Regions from separate parts of the Ovis aries genome. Here region 2 is linked to region 1. A link is a contact called in public Hi-C data. All regions are on one chromosome and are shown on one strand. Each heading gives the region's core, a stretch centred on a gene start, on an enhancer-like site or on the middle of the called end of the contact. The rest is flanking DNA. Distances are from core to core; before and after follow the strand shown. Region 1 overlaps FRMD4A (FERM domain containing 4A). Region 2 overlaps FRMD4A (FERM domain containing 4A).

Evidence for each region. A called contact is a pair of places that touch in the nucleus more often than the background predicts.
Region 2: a contact with region 1 is called in a Hi-C map of hypothalamus, with 2.2 times the contacts expected there. The contact joins two enhancer-like sites. A contact is called at or near these places in 3 of 16 Hi-C or Micro-C datasets (hypothalamus, liver and tail adipose tissue).

Annotation. Positions count from the first base shown.
Region 1 is chr13:27,707,733-27,713,526 of ARS-UI_Ramb_v3.0, reverse strand. FRMD4A (FERM domain containing 4A) reads left to right here. Exons shown (of 24, transcript XM_060397374.1): 20 at 975-1,212; 21 at 1,971-2,138; 22 at 3,922-4,781. Among named protein-coding and RNA genes, the nearest start is that of PRPF18, 89 kb to the right of the region's middle. Within about 2 kb of position 1,321, at least 7 of the 54 cell types and tissues checked have an H3K27ac peak or open chromatin away from gene starts, as enhancers often do. A contact at or near this core is called in hypothalamus and liver, where this site is marked.
Region 2 is chr13:27,740,732-27,746,663 of ARS-UI_Ramb_v3.0, reverse strand. All of the region lies in intron 15 of FRMD4A (FERM domain containing 4A), which reads left to right. Among named protein-coding and RNA genes, the nearest start is that of PRPF18, 120 kb to the right of the region's middle. Within about 2 kb of position 1,478, at least 19 of the 54 cell types and tissues checked have an H3K27ac peak or open chromatin away from gene starts, as enhancers often do. A contact at or near this core is called in hypothalamus and liver, where this site is marked.

The DNA of each region.
Region 1 (5,794 bases), core at 72-2,571:
TTATTTCTCATTGACCTCCAAAAACCTGGTGATTCTCAGGATATTTTCTTGGGAAATTCTTACAAAACTAGAAGCAATTGCACACCTACCACCCCCCAACCCCAGCCCACCATCACCACCACCACCACCACCAGTCAGGGAAGAAGGAATTCCAAACACAGAACCGTATTAGAGAATGTTCCCATGAATTTAAGCCCATCCTGGGGAGGTCAGGGCATTAATGACATGGAAATATGGGACTGGCCAAAAAGGTCATCCAGGTTTTACTGTAAGAACTTTTTGGGGAAAAAAAAATTTTTTTTGGCCAATCCATTGTATTAAGTGGTAATTATTTATTTTTTTGCCCTTTAGGAAAACTTAAGGTGGTAAGGGGTGATTCAGACAGAAAACATGGAAGATCTTGCTCCTAGTCATAATGATAACTATAAGGATAATATTCGTTGCCATTGATGTGAGATGAAGCTGGCAGGGTACTTACGCAGTTGTCTTGGTCCTGCTATTTGCAGTCAGATCATCATGTTTTTATTCATTGCATGGGTGGGAGGAAATGCCAGAATTGCAGGGGAGTGGGGGCCATGTTTTGAATATCAGAGATCCCGCGCTGGTCTTGACCTCTGTGGACTGCAGTCTTCCGGGGAGGAAAGCGGAACACTTGAGGGAGACTCCTCTGTAAAGAGAACCTGGGGTAGGAATAGATTGTCCTTAGCATTGTGTGGGGTCAGTTTCTTCCCCATGTGCCAGACCCTGGACCTACCAAGGGGCATGACTGCATCACTTGGGCCCCCCACTCCCATCGCAGGTAGCTCCTTCCAGGGGCATTTTCCTTACTGATTTGAGGGGTAAAACAGCGGAACCACAGCTCCTGTCCACTGACCTCCGATGGCGGGGGTGGAATTGGGGTGGGCGGAGCCTGCAGGGGTAGGGGGGAAGGCTGCCCCTTGCTCACTTCTACTCTTTTTTCCGTCTTGGTGCAGAAGACTCTCAGGTCACCAGCACACTGTCCCCCTTACAGTCCCCTCACAAGGGGCTCCCTCCTCGGCCACCATCGCACAACCGGCCACCTCCCCCACAGTCCCTGGAGGGACTCAGGCAGATGCACTATCACCGCAATGACTATGACAAGTCGCCCATAAAGCCCAAAATGTGGAGCGAGTCCTCGCTAGATGAGCCTTACGAGAAGGTCAAGAAACGTTCCTCGCACAGTCACTCCAGGTGAGCTGGGCCGGGAAGGCCACACGGAGTCACTGTCCACACTTGGACAGAACCCAAGGGCTAAGTAGCATCTGCGAGTCTCGGGTCCCCCGCACCCTGCATGCGCCTCCCCTGGGCTGCCTTCTAGCAGGGCTGCGCCACAGCGCCCTCTGCTGCCGACCTGCTGGAGGTACAGATTTGTCATTCGCAGGGAAATTTGGGGTTTTTGGCTCACAATCCACGTTGGCAGCAGCTTGCTTGAATGTCCTTAAATTCCATTGGAATTAATTAGGAAATCATAGGCAGAAGTATTCTGAAATGGCAAATGATCGTCCACACATAAGAATCCCAAAGTGGCTGAGAACCCTAAACCATCATCCAACAAAATTCTAAAGCCAAACAGCTGTAATCTTAGCTGTGTGTTACCAGTTCATTATTCAGCTGATATGGGAGAGGGGGGTTTTTGTCTGTCTCTCTGTTTTTCTCATTTCCCTTCATTATGCCCCGTAAAACTCCCAGTGGGTGCCCAGACAGGTACATATTTGTCTTATGGAAAACAGAAGCTGTGGTTGAGGGCAGGGGCTTCACAGAACAGCGGCTTCATCTCACACTGCCCTAAGGCATGAAGGGTAAGGGATAAGGACGCCCACCCACTTCTGGGGGAGTCCTGGGCAAACTTCCCTGACCCTGAAAGGGATGTCCTGAGGCCACAGTCAGCAACCTCGGAGAAGGGGCAGTCCTGGCAGGCAGTGACCAGCGTGGCCTCCTCTGGTTTGCAGCAGCCACAAGCGCTTCCCCAGCACGGGGAGCTGTGCAGAAGCGGGAGGCGGGAGCAGCTCCCTGCAGACCAGCCCCATCCGCAGCCTCCCACATTGGAACTCGCAGTGCAGCATGCCATCCACACCCGACCTCCGCGTCCGGAGTCCCCACTACGTGCATTCCACGAGGTGAGTCTCCCCATCTCCCTCCATGGGCCAGATCCCCACCTTTGTAAAAATTTGGCCCCACAACTGGCCCAGGTAACTGGTGAACTAGAGTCAGGACTGGACCGATGAGGTAGGCTCTCCTGTAAGTGAAGCAGAATTAAAAAGTAAGCTGGCAGCAGAAGGACCCCAAGAGCCAAGAGACACATTATATCCCACTGTCTGCATCAATGGGGCACCAGGAGCTGGGTCGGAGAATCCCCCAGACACTGTGGATATGGAAGGAGCTTTCCCAATAAGAGCGGAGGCGGGAACTTGAGCTGGATTAGCAGGGACCAGAACAGCCTTGCCCAGAGGAGGTCCCCTTGTACCTAAGTTTAAGCCTAAATTTATCCTGGACTTCCTTGAATGCCCCAGGCGGTAAATTAAACAGCAAAAGGAAAAGTGAGTTTTCAGTGAATCCCACCTTCTTTTCCTAAAAAGAGGCAAAATCAAAGCCATCACTCAATTTTCTCTAATACTTAAGTTCATAGGCACTGTAGTTCAAAGGACAGATAGTGTTATCTGCTGTAAGTGGTGAACCATTTATACAGGATAAAACTGAGCTCTCCAGGCAAGAGTCTCTCATCCATCCATCCATCCATTCATTCATTCACTCAGTCATACAACAGATACTTACCAAGTGCATCTATGTACCAAGTACCATTCTTGGGCACAGTGCAGGGGACAAAAAAGACTACACCGTGCTCCCATCAGACTGATGTTTTAGTCGGAAGAGAGTTCACAGTAAAGAAATGTCAGCGGTGATAAGTGTTGAGAAGAATAATGAGCAAGCAAGAAGCTAGAGAGTGAAGGGAGAGATTATCATTTAAATGAAACCAACAGAGAAGGCTTCTCTAATAAGATGACATTTGAGCAGAGACGTGGGTGGGATGGGTGGTGAGCTCTAAGGATATTCAGGAAACAAGAAGGTCAAAGAGCCAGATTCAGGCTTATACTTGGCATGTTCCCATGAGCTTGAGTGGAAGTAGGGGGTGGAACCAGAGAGGAAACTGAGGCCTGAGTCAAAGAGGGCCACATGATTGGGATTTCGCAGTCTACCCCGAGTGACAGTCACGGCTGGGACTCGCCTCTTCATGTACTTGGTTAACCCAGCCATGGTGAATTTCTGTGGAGTCCTTACCCTCTGCCCCCATGGCCATATTGATGGATATTTAGTGTGTGGCTCCAATAAGTGGAATGGATTATAACAAAGTAGTGGAGGAGTAAGTGTTTATTTGCCTCTTTCAGTTTTAAGTGTTCCACGTGCCACCAGTCTTCCTTTTTACACAGGTGTTCACAGGGAAATAGAAATCTATTGACATGGGTTTCATAATAGTACTGGGTGGAACCATATGACTGTTTCTGCAAGGCTTTTTTTTTTTTTTTAACCTACTAAAATGGCATTTCAGCGGCTTAACATAATGCTAAAACGGGGATAATCTTGATTCGCTGTGTCTATAGCTTCTCTTCTCATCTTTAAAAAAAAAAAGCGGGGGCGGGGGCGGTGGGGGCGCTGGCTATTGGCGTGCTTTTTTCAGAAGTAACACCTGGGCACTGTCTCTGACCCCACCGCCCATTCAAAATCAAACATCAGAGCGGAGGCCTGGGGACCAGCCGTCCCCTTCTCGCCCTGCCTTCACCTGGGAGGGTTGGGAAGCACCGGCTCTTGGACTCAGTTTCCGAAGGCCCCGAACCGCGATCCCAGAGCCGCCAACCCCTTCCCCCGGGCGCCCCCAGACCCACCTCGCTGGTCCTCTCCCCGCAGGTCGGTGGACCTCAGCCCCACGAGGCTGCACAGCCTGGCCCTGCACTTTCGGCACCGGAGCTCCAGCTTGGAGTCCCAGGGCAAGCTCCTGGGCTCGGAGAACGACACCGGGAGCCCCGACTTCTACACTCCACGGACTCGTAGCAGCAACGGCTCGGACCCCATGGACGACTGTTCGTCGTGCACCAGCCACTCGAGCTCGGAGCACTACTACCCGGCGCAGATGAACGCCAACTACTCCACGCTGGCCGAGGACTCGCCGTCCAAGGCGCGCGCGCGGCAGCGCCAGCGCCAGCGGGCGGCGGGCGCGCTGGGCGCGGCGAACTCGGGGAGCATGCCCAACCTAGCGGCGCGCGGCGGCGGCCACGGCGTCTACCTGCACAGCCAGAGCCAGCCGAGCTCGCAGTACCGCATCAAGGAGTACCCGCTGTACGTGGAGGGCGGCGCCACACCGGTGGTGGTGCGCAGCCTGGAGAGCGACCAGGAAGGCCACTACAGCGTCAAGGCGCAGTTCAAGACCTCCAACTCCTACACGGCCGGGGGCCTCTTCCGGGAGAGCTGGCGCGGCGGCGACGAGGGCGATGCGGGCCGCCTGACGCCCTCGCGCTCGCAGATCTTGCGGACTCCATCCCTGGGCCGCGAGGGCGCCCCTGAGAAGGGCGCCGGCCGCGCCGCCGTCTCGGACGAGCTGCGCCAGTGGTACCAGCGCTCGAGCGCCTCGCACAAGGAGCACAGCCGCCTGTCGCACACCAGCTCCACCTCCTCGGACAGCGGCTCCCAGTACAGCACCTCCTCCCAGAGCACCTTCGTGGCGCACAGCAGGGTCACCCGGATGCCCCAGATGTGCAAGGCCACGTCAGGTGAGGAGGGACTGGGGACTGGGAGGGCGCGGCGGCCGGGCGCGCGCATGCTTGATCATCGGTCAGGTTGTGAACCGGTGGAGAGTGCAGCTTTTAGAGTTGGCAGTAAGGAGAGATGGTTAATTCTAGAAACCTAGCTGTGCGATGTGCAAGACCTTCGTTCCCCTCCTTTCCCATCCCTTCCATTCTGCCCTTGGTTTTGCCGAAGGAGGAAGACCCTGGAGAGGGTAGGGCGGTGCATCCGACACCCTAGCCCACCCACAGCGGGCTGCACAGTCTCCCATTTCAGCTTCCTAAGTTCTGGTGCCATCCACCCGTCCAGCCACTTCCCCTTGGAAGGACAGAGATGCAGGAAGTGGTGAAGTCCGTGTCTCCAGGTTTGCCCAGTCAAAGGTGCGCCTTTGCCCTGGTGAAGGGATTTGGCGGTAGAGAGTTGAGCGGCACACTTGCAGAGGAGAGCTCCCTCCAGGCGATGCTTGGTCCTGAGGCCCTGAGATTCGGCCAGTGTCCTCCGCCCCCCAGGTGGGGCAGACTGGCTGCAGAAAGAAGTGCAGTTCTGCCTGAGTTCCCCAATGACTTCATGGAACTCCTGACTGCACCTCAGTATCCCTTTCCAGTGATGTTATGATCTAACCAAAGTAATTTTTGTCAAGTGCTTCTGATGCCCTGAGGTTACACCTTCACCTTTTCATCATCAGATGAAAGGTTACCTTATATTCTTGTACTTGGGCGTTAAGCAGTACCAAATCCAGTGAAAAAATGGAAGAAACCATCCTCCCCCTTCAGTTACATTACTTTCCCCTCTCCATCTCCAAGAAAGAATAATGGTAACAACAGCCAGGATGTGTCCTGCCTTCTCCACATCCCTGAGCGGTTCTCAGCACCTGCACACACGAGCTTGTGTAGGTTATCTCAGTTTCCACAAAGAGGGGGGAGATTGTAGTGATAAGAGCACCTTTCTAGTTGGTGGATGGGTGCTGCTCATTCTTGAATCGCCTGATAATGCCAATTTG
Region 2 (5,932 bases), core at 229-2,728, 33 kb before region 1:
CAGATTATCATGATGGTATCAGACCATCAGAGGTTACTCTTTCCAGATCAGGCCCCTCCTGCAAATACCATCCATCTTCATTCTCTTTCATTCATCCTTCCACCCTTGTCTGTCTCCAAATTGTGTTGTAACTGAGCTGTATAACCACACTGTGATATTTTACAGTATAAACATTTTTTTCCAGCTCCCGAACTTGACTAGGAACTATGCATAGCATTTTAAAAGTTATAGCCTCTCTCCTCAAAGAGTTTGCATACTGTGTATTGATGTAAAACAGAGATAAAATACTGTCAACTTCTAGTAACTCTGAAGGCGATTTTCCTATTTAACAAGGCCACATCATTACCAAGTACTGGACTTCAGTCATTTTAAAGGAATCTGAGGTCTCAGATGCTAAAGAAATGAAGAAATGTTACGGGTATCGTTAAAGAAGTCAGAAGTCCACTCTTACTAATGGCCCATTCAGGGTCTAGCATTTCAAAAAGAAACAATCTTCAGAGTTGAAATGATTTACTAAGGCTTGGGGCCAGGACCCCCTGAGATTTTCAGTGGTGACACCCAGGGCTGTCCCGTGGGATATCTGAGTAGAGACCCTTAGAGGTGCTGAGCCTTCTGAGCTCTGTTGGATTAAAAGGGGTCAAGCTCTTACTTCCTGACATTGCACAGTATGAGATTCAGATTCCAGGAAGGTTAGGGAACCGAATCCCAAATCCATTTGTAAAGGGGTGCCGGTGGGCAGGCTTTGAAAGACATGAGGACCTTTGTCTCAGAGCACATCTACTGAGAGATGGCCTGGCCTTCCCAGAGTCCCCAGAGGAGGGGATATGGAGGCAGCTCAAGGCGCAGTCCCACTTCCAGGCCCCCAGAGCCCCACTCACTGCCCCCATCGTGGTCTCCTCACAAGCTCTGCACCTCTGGGTACCCAGCCAGCCTCCCGCCTGACCGCTGTGGGGGAGGTGGGGGTGAGCAGGGGACGTTGTAGTCACTCTGCCTAGTTGCTCAGTCACTCAGTCCTGTCTGACTATTTGTGACCCCATGGACTGCAGCATGCCAGGCTTCCCTGTCCTTCACCATCTTTTTCTTAAAATCTCAAAAATGGTGGGAAGGGGAGAAAAAATGGAATGACAAAAGACACAAGAATTGCATGTTGAACACACATGGCCTTTCCACAGATCCTCTGAAAGTGAGAGAGAGTGGAGGATTGTCGTAGCATTGCTTCTGGAATTTGCCATCCCAGGACAGTTCTGGTTTCAATGGGAAGGTAGGGGCTCAGGGAGATGTGTTTTTGCTTTTAGCCAATTTAAAGAAAATGGCACGGACTCTCAGGAGAGATGTATTCTGCTTCCCCATGTGGACTGTTGCATTAACCATCCCTCCCCCCAAACAAAAAAAAAAAAAGTCACTTGTGCATCCTTTCTTAAAGAAATAGAACAATGAGACATGTTGTCTTTTTGAATGGAAATACAGGGGCAGAAGCCACCCACTCTCTCCAAAACAGAACGGCATGTTGTGTCTATAAATAGGAATTGGGCTGTGGGATTAATGAGATGGCAGTTGAGTCATCTTCATTGTGAAGAGCTGGAATGTGGTGCAAAGAATGTGGTGATGAATCTTTGGTTTAAAAAATAAAATAAAAAAGAAATAGCACAAAGCCTTTCAGTCTGCTGGGATCCCTCAACTCTGACCTTTTCCGCTCTGGGGGAAAACGTGTTGTACTGAGTGTAGGGCCTGCTCTGTCTGGGACCCATCCATGCCCGTGACTCAGCTCTTCACACGCTCACCTTCTCTGAATGCCAGCACTTCCTGCCATTGTTGGGAAGTTTATTAATAACTAGTGTAACAATGAGGTGCCAGCTATCTGCCATCTCTCCTCCTTCCAGAGGACTGATCTGATAGGCGCCTGCCAGCTTTATAGTTCAGGGCTGTGTTCAGCTCAGAATACACAGCCTTGTAGTTGGTATCAATCACACGATATTTGGGGGCTTTTTTCTTCTTTTTGTCATTTTTTTTTAATGTAGATTTTATTCCTATAGTTCAAATGTATTTCCTTTATGTTTTGCAATTACTTGATAATTTTTTTGCTGCATGGCATGTGAGATCCTAGTTCTCCAAGTAGGGATTGAACCCGGGCCTCCTGCGTTAGAAGTTCAGCATCTTAACCACTGGACCTGCAGGAAAGTCCCGTCTCCATCCTCTCTCTTCAGCTCTCGATTCTACCTCTTCCCTGTATTTCTCTTCAGCTTTTTCAAGTTCTGTTGTCTTCTTAAGTCTAATGATGACCAGATTCCTGGGCTCAGTGCCCTGCAGACGGGGTCAGCCTGCAGGACTGCCAGAGGGCTCACCTTCTGCCCGGGTGTGTTTATAAAGGACTGTGTAACTGGTGAGGGCTCTGAAATCTCTGTGGAATAGATGTTTCTGGCGTGGCTTGTGAAGGACAGGCCTGAGTCAAAATACTGAGAAGACAGCATGGTTATCCTTTTCTGCTTTCTCATCATGGGGTTAAAAAAAAAAAAAAAAACAACACATGAATAAAGCCATTTATACTGATATATTTATGCCCTCCTGTGTAAAGGAATATTTGCCTACTAAAGAAAACCAGGACAGAATGATCATCTATAGCCTAAGTGAATGACTTTGAAACTGATGGAATTTTAAACAGTGATAAAGAAATCACTGTCCCCACCCATAGGCTTTTTGCACTCTTCCCATTTATTGAGACTAGCCTTCTCAATATTGCCGTCGAATCAGAATTTTGGAGACAAAAGGATAAGCCCTAGTATTTCACAATATAAGAAATAGAAACCATGTAAGTTAACTCATAACGGTAGTTTCAACTGGGTACTTTCTACCAGATGCTGCCAATTTTTTATTAATTTTTTGAAGTATAGCTGCTTTACAGTGCTGTGTTAGTTTCTCCTGTACAGCAAAATGAATCAGCTATACATGTACATATATCCTCTTTTTTTGGATTTTTCTTCCCATTTACATCGCCACAGAGCACTGAGTAGAGTTCCTTGAGTGATACAGTAGGTTCTCATTAGTTATCCCTTTTATACCTGGTATCAGTAGTGATACTGATTGATTGATCCCAATCTCCTGATTTATCCCACCCCTCTTTTCCCCACTGAGTATCCATATGTTTGTTCTCTACATCTGTGTCTCTATTTCTGTTTTGCAAATAAGATCATCTGTATCATTTTTCTAGACTCCGCATATACGCATTGATATATATTTGTTTTTCTCTTTCTGACTTCACTCCATGTGAGTCTCGGGGTCCATCCACATCTCTACAAATGACCCAATTTCATTCCTTTTTATGGCTGAGTAATATTCCATTTATATATGTACCATATCTTCTTTATCCATTCCTCTTTTGATGGACATTTAGGTTTCTTCCATGTCCTGGCTGTTGCAAACAGTGCTAATAGGACTGCAGTGAATATTGGGGTACATGTGTCTTTTAAAATTATGGTTTTTTCTGGGTATATGCCCAAGAATGGGATTGCTGGATTATATGGTAGTTTGTTTTTTAGTTTTTAAGGAACCTCCATAGTGGCTATATCAATTTATATTCCCACCAACCGTGCAAAGGATCCCTCTTCTCCACACTCTCTCCAGCATTTACTGTTTGTAGACTTTTTAAATGATGGCTGTTCTGATGGGTGTGATTTTTTTTTAAATGTTGAACTTGTATCTTTTTCCTGAACTGGGTTTTTAGCTCAGATTATGTATGTGCATGCCTGTGTTCTTTGGATGGACATGTTCGTTCAGTTGTGTCCAACTCTTTGCGACCCCATGGACTGTACCTGCAAGGCTCCTCCATCCATGGGATTTTCCAGGCAAGAATACTAGAGTGATTGCCATTTCCTTCACCAGGGGATCTTCCCAATCCAGAGACTGAACCCAGGTCTCCTACACTGCAGGCAGACTCTTTACCATCTGAGCCACCAGGGAAGCCCGTGTGATGGGTGCCAGGTGAAACCCCATTATAGTTTTGATTTGCACTTCTCTAATAGTGATATTGAGCATCTTTTCATGTGTTTATTGACCATCTGTTTGTCTTCTTCAGAGAAATGTCTATTTAGGTCCCCTGCCCATTTTTAATTTTTTTCTTTTTTTTCTATTGAGCTGCATGAGCTGTTTATATATTTGGGAGATTTATCCTTTGTTCATCGCCTTGTTTGCAAACATTTTCTCCCATTCTGAGTGTTGTCCTTTTGTGTTGTTTATGGTTTCTTTTGCTATGCAAAAGCTTTTAAGTTTAATTAGGTCCCATTTGTTAATTTTTGTTTTTATTTTCATTGCTCTAGGAGGTGGGTCTAGAAAGATCCTGCTGTGATTTATGTCAAAGAATGTTCTGTCTATGTTTTCCTCTAAAAGTTTTGTAGAGTCTGGCCTTACATTTAGGTCTTCAATCCATTTTGAGTTTATTTTTGTGTATGGTGTTAAGGTGTATTCTAATTTCATTCTTTTGCATGTAGCTGTCCAGTTTTCCAAGCACCATTCATTGAATAAGAAGCTGTCTTTTCTCCATTGTATATTCTTGCCTCCTGTGTCATAGATTAGGTGACCATAGGTGTGTGAACTTACTCTGGGCCTTCTATCCTGTTCCATTGGATATTTCTGTTCCATTCTATATTTCTGCTTTTGTGCCAGTTACCATACTGTCTTGATTACTTCTAGTATAGTCTGAAGTCAAAGAGCCTGATTTCCTTCAGCTCCATTTTTTTCTTTCTTAAGATTGCTTTGGCTATTCAGGGTCTTCTGTGTTTCTGTACAAATTGTAACATTTTCTGTTCTAGTTCTGTGAAAAATGCCATTGGTAATTTGATAAGAATTGGGTTGAATCTATAGATTGCTTTGGGTATTATAGTCATTTTCACAATATTGATTCTTCCAATCCAAGAACATGGTATATCTCTCCATCTGTTTGCGTCATCTTTGACTTCTCTCATCTGTATATCATGGTTTTCTGCATACAGATATTTTGCCTCCTTAGGTAAGTTTATTTATTTTTTTAATCAAAGGATAAGTACTTTACAATATTGTGTTGGTTTCTGCCATACATCAGTACTTACATAGGTTTTTTCCTAGGTATTTTACCCTTTTCATTGCAATGATAATGGGATTGCTTCCTTAATTTCTCCTTTTGATCTTTTGTTGTTAGTATATAGGAATGCAAGAAATGTCTGTATTAATTTTTTTCTAGTCATATTTATATTTGAGATCTCAAGTAACATTCTTAAAAATAATAACACAGAGTGAAATTTTTAGGCTATCCAAAGGAGGTGGGTGAGCTCTTAAGAGGTGAGTAATAGAGCAACCTTGGCCAAAGGAGTTTTGGAGTAGGGAGTGCAGCACTGAATTGTCAACAGGAGGTGAAGAAATATTTGAAGGCAGAGTTTGGCTGTGAAGAATGGAGAGTGGTATTGAGCTAATTGAAACAGAAAGCAGGATTGAATCAGGAAGATTCATTCTTAAAATAGAAAACTAGAGAATGTCTAACTAATGAAAAGAAGAATTCAAGAGAAGGAAATAAAGTATAATCTAGAAAACAAATCACTGCAAAAGAAAGAAATAAATGTCAGAGCACTTGTAAGCATTGTCTTTATATAAAAATTGTAACACCTCTTCCCTTGAAACTAGAGGGAAGGAAGAATGATTAAGTTATATGTAGGTTTTGGGATTTGGTAAAGCTTAGCTTCCCTGGCAGCTCAGATGGTAAAGCGTCTGCCTACAATGTGGAAGACCTGGGTTCAATCCCTGGGTCGGGAAGATCCCCTGGAGAAGGAAATGGCAACCCACTCCAATATTCTTGCCTGGAAAATCCCATGGACTGAGGAGCCTGATAGGCTACAGTCCATGGAGTCAAAAAGAGTCGGACATGACTGAATGATTTCTCTCAGAATTAAATTTAACCCTTCTGTTTTAA